Linked DNA regions of Mus musculus: region 1 is linked to region 2. A link is a contact called in public HiChIP or PLAC-seq data. All regions are on one chromosome and are shown on one strand. The core of a region is the stretch at or near the end of the contact, and the rest is flanking DNA. Distances in the headings are between cores, read along the strand shown. Region 1 overlaps Itga10 (integrin, alpha 10). Region 2 has its middle 16 kb from the start of Gm30044.

Evidence for each region. HiChIP or PLAC-seq counts read pairs in DNA pulled down with a chosen protein or histone mark.
Region 1: a FOXA1 HiChIP or PLAC-seq map of pancreatic cancer cells shows a contact between it and region 2. The contact joins two enhancer-like sites. A contact is called at or near these places in 1 of 39 promoter capture datasets (liver) and 1 of 115 datasets of contacts at active chromatin or transcription factors (pancreatic cancer cells).

What each region holds. Positions count from the first base shown.
Region 1 is chr3:96,661,065-96,665,762 of GRCm38.p6, forward strand. It overlaps Itga10 (integrin, alpha 10), which reads left to right. Exons shown (of 30, transcript NM_001302471.1): 28 at 760-855; 29 at 1,531-1,644; 30 at 1,901-3,455. The coding sequence ends at 1,966. Among named protein-coding and RNA genes, the nearest start is that of Ankrd35, 6.7 kb to the right of the region's middle. Within about 2 kb of position 2,622, at least 162 of the 459 cell types and tissues checked have an H3K27ac peak or open chromatin away from gene starts, as enhancers often do. A contact at or near this core is called in pancreatic cancer cells, where this site is marked.
Region 2 is chr3:96,085,905-96,090,289 of GRCm38.p6, forward strand. No RefSeq gene overlaps it. Among named protein-coding and RNA genes, the nearest start is that of Gm30044, 16 kb to the right of the region's middle. Within about 2 kb of position 2,072, at least 55 of the 459 cell types and tissues checked have an H3K27ac peak or open chromatin away from gene starts, as enhancers often do. A contact at or near this core is called in pancreatic cancer cells, where this site is marked.

The DNA.
Region 1 (4,698 bases), core at 1,372-3,871, 580 kb after region 2:
TACACTGTGTGTTTGCAGAATAGGCTTTCTATCTGTTTCCTGAAAAATACCGGGGTTTTCTAAGCCTGCCTCAGCACTTGAATGGAGACTTGTTTATGCCTAGGCCTTAAGCTAGGCTTGCTCTCTAACTAGCTCTTATCTTATATTAACCTGTAATGCTATTCTATGCCTGCCACATGGCTGGGTACCTCTGAGTCTGGATAATGAATCTCAATATCTTTCTCTCTCTCTCTCTCTCTCTGGCTCCCTCCCTCCCTCCCTCCCTCCCTCCCTCCTCTTCCCTCCCCTCCCTCCTCCCATCCCCTCCCTCCTCCCATCCCCTCCCTCCTCCCATCCCCTCCCTCTCATCTCCTGGGGCAGGACAATCTTCTCTTTGGTCCACAGCAGAGACTCCCACTGGGATCAGAGGTCCTGCCTCCTCTTCTCCTGCCCAGCTATTGGCTGATCAGCTCTTTATTAACCAATCAGAGATGATGGGAAACAATTTTTACACAACATGGAGACAGGAGATGCTTGACTATGTCACCATCCCAACTGCAACCAGATCTCTGGGCACAGTCACCAGCTTCTGAATACACAGTGCACAAAACCATCCCTCCCGACAGTTTCCCTTCCTCTTTCCCCATCCATTTCCAACAGCATCTTATGGTCTTCGGGGCCCTGGTAACTGTGCCCACGGAACTTCAGCCTTGCTCTTGGGGTTCTATACTACCAGATGATGGCTCAGTTTAAATGGTTTCCTAACTGCTCATTCCACAGGCCAAGTTCAAGTCTGTGACAGTGGTCAGCACCTTCAAGTTAGGAACTGAGGAGGGCAGTGTCCTACTACTGAATGAAGCCTCCCGCTCGAGTGAGGTAGGGTGGAGCTGGGAAGAGTGGCAATGGGTTGGGAAAAGGATGGCCCTTCTCTCCCTCTTATTTTTCAACTTAGCTTTTAAAATCTATGTGTATTACCTGCAAGCAAGTGAGCCGTGAGTAGAGGTCAGAACCTCTTAGTTCTGGATCCCCCGGAACTAAGATGATTTTGAGTCACCATATGGGTGCTGGGAACCAAACCTGCAACCTTTTTGCAAGAGCAACAAGTGCTTTTAGCCATGGCGCCATCTCTCCTACCCAACAATGGGATTTTTCAGAGCAAAATTATATCCACTCGACAGTCCACCAGGCAGGGGTCCAACAGTCAGAAGTGGCGGTTCCATGAGTCTTGCTTCTTGCTTCAGTGTTTTTAAGTAGGAAGAAGTTTTGGTTTTTTGCTTTATTTATTTATTTTTTACTCTATTTAGGGCTGGCTTTGTTATAATGTTGACTGAGGCTGAGTTAAAGGGCAGACATAAAACACAGGTCAGGGGTGGTGATGCCTGCCTGTAATTCAAGTACTGGGGAGCTGAGAGAGGAGGCTTGCCATGAGCTGAAGGCTGGCCTGGGACATGAAATAAAAATGCCTCAAACACAAGCAAACAAACCAAGCCACAAAAAGCCACCTCAAAAGCCAAGCAAGAAAAGACAAAACAAACTCTCCTTGCTATGCAGAGTCACTTGGAGGTGATTCAGACCCACCCGACCCTCATCTCCCTGTGGATCCTCGTTGGCAGTGTCCTGGGGGGGCTGCTCCTGCTTGCTCTCCTTGTCTTCTGCCTGTGGAAGGTAAGGCCAGCATCTTATTCTGTTGGAAAGAAAGGACAGGCTCTGTGTTAGTTAGGATGGGGCTAGGGGGCTGCCATGTTCAGCTCTCCTTGACTCTGTCCCACAAATGATGGTTGAATCAACCTAAGCCAAATAAAATAAATCTGAATCTCATTTTTGGAAACAGAACAGAAGCGAAGACCTCAGATAAGCGAGGGCTATTGGCAAGGCCCCCAGCCGGGACATCTGGCAATGACTGGTATCTTTTCCTCTATAGCTTGGCTTCTTTACCCGTAAGAAAATCCCCAAAGAAGAAGAAAGTGAGGAGAAGTTGGAGCAGTGACTGACTGACTGCAGGAGGCTCAGAAGCCCACTTTGGCAGCCTTTTCAAGAGACTCTGTATCCAAAGGAGGCTTGGAGGCTCAAAGGGGAAAAGATGCTGCCAGCATGTGTCTCCAGGCCTGCAGCCTGACTTGACTTTTGAGCCATGGCGATGCTTCTGGCAAGAGATGAAGCTTTGCCTTAGCTGAGAAGGGCTGGCACCAAAACACATAATATCCTCACCCTGTGCGTCCCCCTTCCCGACGGCTTCCACAGCTAGCACAGGTTCTTTGTTTTGGACCCTATCTTCCCCATTACCAGGAGTCAAATGATTTTGCTCCCGACTCTCCTTGCAGATTCCCTTTGTCCCCCTCTCAATTCCAAAAAGAAGGTTATCCTCCGCCCCGCCCCCCCCCCCCCCCCCCCGCACACGCGTACACACTCTCTCACCTTCCTGCCTGCTCCCCACTCCACAGGAGAGAGCTGACGTTGGCTTAAAAGAAGTAAAAGTCAACATCTGCTGCTTTCCCGTGGAGTCCTGTGATTCATAGATCTGGGTGGGGAGAGTCAACAGGAAAAAAGGAGGGAGGAGAAAAAGCCACAAGAGACATTCTGTACAATTCCAGGGCACAGAGAATCCTTCAGACCGGCAACTGCCAGCCGGCTGAAACCTGAGACTTCACAGTACTCCGCCCTCAGGTGCTAGGGAAACCCAGCTGCCCCCAGGCTCTCCGGGCTGAGGCATCCCAACCCTCATCCTTCTCTGGGAGCAAGGCCAGGACTTGATGCTAAAATTTCCGGAGCCAGAGGCCCCCAAGTGGTTCAAGCTGGGATAGCAGGGGAGCTTGGTGACAATTTTCTCCATTTACTCTTCGGGGCTTTCGTAACTGAAAGCTTCACGGTGGCAGGAAGAAGCCCTTTCACCGCACCAGGTTTGGGTAACAACAGCCCCCTGAGATAGATCCAAACAAGCGGGAATCTGCATCTGGGAGGAAGCCTACATGGTTGGCATCAGGTGTCTGGAGAGTAAGCACCTTCTTGCCCAGTGTTGGCGCTATAGCGGTGATAGCCTGGGAAGACCATTCTGAGACTCCTGTCATGTGCTGTAGGTGTCTCTGCTGCAGTGAGTTTTTCAGCCCTTTCTTGATCACCTTTTCTGGAAATTGCGTGTTGACTAAACCCTCTCCCTTTTGTCCTATGTTTTGGTTCATGGGTAAGTGTAATTCTCATAGTAACGGGGAAACTCGTTGTTTATTGTAATTAAGACTTTTGAACAGCAAAGACAGTTTCTGATCTCCATAGTTTAGCTCTGACAGAGGCCCTCTTAGACTGTGATGAGAGGAAATCTGATTGAGCAGTTGACCAGCAGCCAGAGAACCGGTCTTCCCAGGCTGTTCTGAGTCTGCTTGCAATGTTTATTTTGGTGTCTCTGGTCTTCTGCAGAGAGTCCCTCCTGGGGACTGTCATGGTGAGCAAATGGTCAGAACAAATAAAATCCAGTTATCAAATGACTTCTGGCTCTGTTTGAGTTTCCTGGGATATAGAGTGCCCATGGATAGTGTTTGCAGCATTTTAATACAGCAACATGGCTGCCCTGAAAAGGATCGCATCCAAAGACCTTCTAGATCCCTGTGATCTGGATGGAATACTGACATGCCTTACTCCCAGGAGACAGAGGCAAGCAGGTCTCTAAGTTCAAGGCTAGTCTAGTATAGAGTAAGTCCCAGGTAAAGAAAAGTTAAGATCCAGGCATGGTGGTACACACCTTTAATCCCAGCACTCGGCAGGCAGAGGATGCAGATCTCTGAGTTCTGTTTAGTCAAGTCAGTGAGTGCAGTTCATTTGAATTGGGAATCCAGTGAGTTGAGAGGCAGGTCAGTTTGTAGAATTCAGAGGTGGTTTTTGGTTGTTTGTTTGTTTGGTTGGTTGGTTGGTTGGTTTTTTTTCAAGACAGGGTTTCTCTGTATAGCCCTGGCTGTCCTGGAACTCACTCTGTAGACCAGGCTGGCCTGGAACTCAGAAATCCACCTGCCTCTGCCTCCCAAGTGCTGGGATTAAAGGCATGCACCACCACCACCCGGCCAGAGGTGGTTTTTTAAGGAACAGTTTTACAGGGACAGGTTGCAAAGAGAACACGGTAGTAGGCATTGGTGAAGACAGAACAGGCCAAAGAATGAGAAGGAACCAGAAGATTAGATTGCTAGAGTTAGTTTGAGGCCAAGTAGAGAAATTCATTGAGAAGCTAAGAGAAGTCCGATTAAAGCCGGGCGTGGTGGTGCACGCCTTTAATCCCAGCACTCGGGAGGCAGAGGCAGGCAGATTTCTGAGTTCGAGGCCAGCCTGGTCTACAAAGTGAGTTCCAGGACAGCCAGGGCTACACAGAGAAACCCTGTCTCAAAAAACCAAAAAAAGAAAAACCAAAAAGAGAAGTCCGATTGAATCAGTCAGCTTGGAGAGGGGTTTGAGCCAGAACAGCTGAGCTGACCCAGCCAGCCAGAGTTCAGAAAGTGCTAGAAAGGGTTAAAGGGTGAGCTTGTTCAGAAGTAAGCCTTCAAGACAACAATTACAGCAGGTGAATAAACATTACTTTTACAATTATTGTGAATGTTTTCTGTGACTCTTCTTTCCCAGGAGATCTGCTCCATCATCCCACAATCCTCACCAGCTTCCGGGACCGTTTAAAGTTTCCTGAGAAAAACACACAGACCTGGATTGAAGTCTGTGCCTTTCATTTGTTGCCATATCATCTTGAAC
Region 2 (4,385 bases), core at 822-3,321:
AAGCACATATACTAACTAATGCAGTCTACACAGAACTAATGACTACCAGCCCTATCCTTGTCTCTCAAGTGGTAGAGCTGAGACAGCAAGAGATTAAATAACCTCCCTAAGGCCAAATAAGTAAACGGTAAAGAGTCAAGACTCAGGTTCAGGCAGTAGGGACTGTCTCTTGACTGCTACACCCTATTAAAATAAAGATATTATGAGTTATGACTTATCTGGGTTTTGCATGTGCTTTTTATTTTCCTTGTGGATTCTGGTGCTTAATTTTTCTATTATAAGCATGCAGCTTAATAATCAGGAAAAGCACACTATTTTGTTTATAAAAACACTCCACATTTATTGTCTGTACGCGCTGCTTTGGGATCCTCTAACTGCTGCTCTGTAAATGAGAATTAGTTTATGTGACTTGCTGGCTGAAAGCTTAGGCCCAGAGGAATGAGAAATAAGAAGGTGAGTTTTACAGAGGTGGAGGGAGGTCAACAGGAGGAACCAGGCCTGCAGGCTCCCAGAATTCACTTAAGCTGGAATCAGCAAGCATAAATCAGTGAGCACAGGGCAGGGCCTGTCACTGAGAAAAGTCTGCTGTAGGCCTGGCCCTGGTCACCTAAAATATGGTGGCACATTCCTCTATCAAGTCACTTGACATGTTCTTTAATTTATTCAACAACTATCCTTTAGATTCTTCCTGTTAAGCCCAAGTGAAAAATACAATAATTTAGTAAGGGAGACAAGAAAGAAATACAATAATTACCAATACAAGGCTTTGAAAAGTTGAAGTAGGGCAGGGGGTGGTTGTGAGCTTTGCACTTTGCAAACTACGGCGCTTAGACGGCCGAGGAACCACGCAAAGGGCTGAGGCCTGAGAACTTTGAGTGGGGCTTGGAGACAGGAAAACGGAAGGGCCAGAGCCGAGTGACGTGGACTCTGGACGCTGGAGGCTAGGGTTGGAAACAGGCAGCTACAATGAAGCTGAATCAGAACACCATGCTAGTGGGCAAGAAGGTGGTCCTGGTACCCTACACCTCCGAGCACGTGCCCAGGTACCACGAGCGGATGAAGTCAGAAGAATTGCAGCATCTGACAGCCTCAGAGCAGATGACCCTACAGCAGGAGTATGAGATGCAGTGTAGCTGGTGTGAAGATGAAGACAGTGAGGAGGCCCCCACCCCAGGCAGCCTCCACCCTCCCTTTCTCTCACTCCTCAGCTGCTGCCCCTCCGGGGGCATCACTAAGCTATGATGGTGACAAGTTTGGAGGTTGCTCATACTTGAACTGCTTAGTGAAGTGATCCCCACGGCTGACTCCTTTTTCCTGGGCTTGGAGGGATTTAGAGAAAATAAAACAATTTGATTTCTAAAAAAAAAAAAAAGAAAGAAAAAAAAAAAAAAAAAAAAGAAAGAAAAGTTGAAGTAGAGAGGGAGAGCTGTTTATCTAATATTCGAAAGTGGAGGGGTGGGTGGGGAGGTAGAGTCTCATCAGCCCTGACTGCCCTGAAGTCTTCAGTGTATACCAACATGACTCATGATGACTCTGACTTCTGGGATCCCAGGCCTGGCCACGCCCAGATGATCCTATATTCTTTACTTCCTGTCAAGTCTTACAGCTCAGAGATCAATTAATGAGACAGTTCCTACCTTCATACAGTTTATACTCTAAAATTGAGACAGAGAAATAAGTATGACTTAGCCCAGAAAAGAAAAAGAACTCTCAGGGTCAGTTTACAACCTGATGAAAACAGAATTCTCAAACTGCACAAAATAGCACCCAAAAAGATTATTACAGGCCATCCTTTCTTATGAATGAAAGCACAAAGTCTTAAATATCAGGAATTCAGTGAGTGACTTATTGTGACCAGATTGTAGAAATGGTTTACTATCAATCTTAGAAAGTCTCTAAGTAAAATTCACTATACCCTTTAGATAGTAGAGGAGTTAAGATACATGCTATCTCAAAAGAAAAATTAGAAAAGATTTGAATCTGGCTGTGATGGACCATGACTGTAATCCCAGAACTGAGGAGGTAATGTGGGTGGAGGAGGGCGATCGTCCCTGCAAGCATCATGGCCAGCAGGGACATGGCCAGCAGGGACACTGACTGCATGAGGCATGAGCAAGAAGGAAAGTCCGCTCAGTATGACTTAGTCATCTGGTGTTGGCTCAAACTTCTGGAGTCTGACACTGGGCGGTTTTTTTTAGACATCTTTAAGTACAGTACAATTTTGGAAAACAGTTTTCTGGTAATAATTATTCCTTCCCATGTGCATACTAAAGCTTAAAGGGTGAATATCTTGAAACTCTTTTGCAAAGTACATGTGGCCTCTAACCATGCAGATGGGTTCTACAGTTTAAGGGCCTAGGATTTAGTGTGGTCTCTAACCAAGATAGTGTAGAAGTCTCCAGGCTATAAAGTACATGTGACATCTCCCCCAAGGATGGGTCCTATTGGCCAAGAAGCAAAACTAAAGATAAATGTCTAGGGAGGAAGAGTCTGGGATAAACATTCTGGGAGATTGGGGTGGGGCCTGGCCCTACACAAAGGTCACCAGGTCATTAACAACATCCACTCTCAGCCTTCCGAGTGGAAACCAGGTACATATCTCCTCCATTGAGGAGACAACCCTGTGTGAGTGAAGTTCTTGGTTTTTCCAATGCGTATCTGTGAGCGCCTGTGCCTTTTACAGGTGAGAGCAGGAAACTCTAGATCAGGCATTCAGGATAATAATTATGACTACTACTACTAATAATATCCATTTAGTGGCAAGTTGAAGGCCAGGCAACCTAAGAACCTGTCTCCAAAAAAATCCACAATCCACAGGCACGGTGGCACATGCCTTGATCCCCACGCTCAGGAGGCAATGTGACAGTGTAAGAAGTGTACACATGAGAAACAAACATGTCTATTTGAAAATGACATAATGCACTACATGAAAAGGAACACAGATGAGCAAGGAATCAAAGCCCATCAGAGAAGACTGACATACCAAGGAGATAAAAATATTTGTAACATTTTAAATATTTATATGTATGTATGTATGTATGTATGTATGCATCCATAATGTTTGGATCAAATCTATTCCCTTTTCCTGCCTGTTCAGTTCCTCTCCTATCTGCTACCACTTTTCCCTTCCACCTTCATGTTCTCTCTCTCTCTCTCTGTTTCCCTCTTTCTCTCCCTCTCTCTCACTAAGTATATTTAGTGTGCCTGAATGTGCATGAATTTGGGACCAACATTTTTATTATTACATTGCATTGATATATTGATTGTGCGTGCGTGCGTGTGTGTGTGTGTGTGTGTGTGTGCTTTCGGGTATTCAAAAGGCCGCTTTTAGGAGTCAGTCAGTCAGTCCTCCTTTCCTATCATATAGGTCCTGAAGATTGAACTCAGGTTATTGGGTTCGCTGGGCTGTAGTTACCCCTGAGCCATTTTGCCTGCCCCAAACTGTTTTGCTATCCAGCAACTGCCACAAGCAGGGAGTCACTCTTTGCTTTAGGTGACCCCATTTCAACCAGACTGAAGAAGATCTGGAAACTTCAAGGTCACATAATCTATGGCCAGGGCAGCCTGGGTGAATACTGGATGCTTCCAGGAGGCTGGGTAATGCTGGTTGCGCGCTCTACCAGAGGATCAACTTCAACAACTACTACCCAGGTCACTTTAGGAAAGTTGGTATGAGGCATTACCACTTAACTGGTAACCTGACTAATCTGAGGACGGTGGTCAGTCTGCAGACATTGGTATGTGCCACCCAAAAAGGAGGCCAGTGCACTAACACTTTGACTGTGGGATCTGATGCTAAAAAACAGACATGGGGAATGTGAGTGTCAAGGCAGAAGCAGATAGATGTAGGAGATTGTTACGGGTTATGGGTCTCCTCCTCTTCCTTATCTTCTTTTATAGTGGTGGTGGCTGTTGCTGAGCATGGCATCCAGAGCCTTGTGCATGTAAGGCAAGTGCTCTATGCCTGGGAAGCAACCCTAGGGCTTTAATAAAAACCCATTAAAAGCTTTTTAGTATTCGAGGCCAGCCTGGACTATAGAGTGAGTTTCAGGACAGCCAGTGCTACACAGAGAAAGCCTGTCTCAAAAAACCAAAAAACCAAAAAAAAAAAAAAAAAAAAAAAAAGCTTTTTATTAAACTCATAACAATGTTCTAATCATCTGCAGAAGTAAATATTTCTGGTATCTTCGTGTAAGTGTTGAGTATTTGTATATGTATTTAGAAGAGGTCAACCTTAAAGTGTTGTTCTTGAGAACAACTGTCTACCTTATTTGTGTGGGATTTTTTTTTGTCTCATTTTTAAAAACTCTTCATTATATGTGCTGAGTATTTTGCTTGCATGTATGTACCATGAGCACCAGAAGAGGGCATCAGATCCTCTGAAA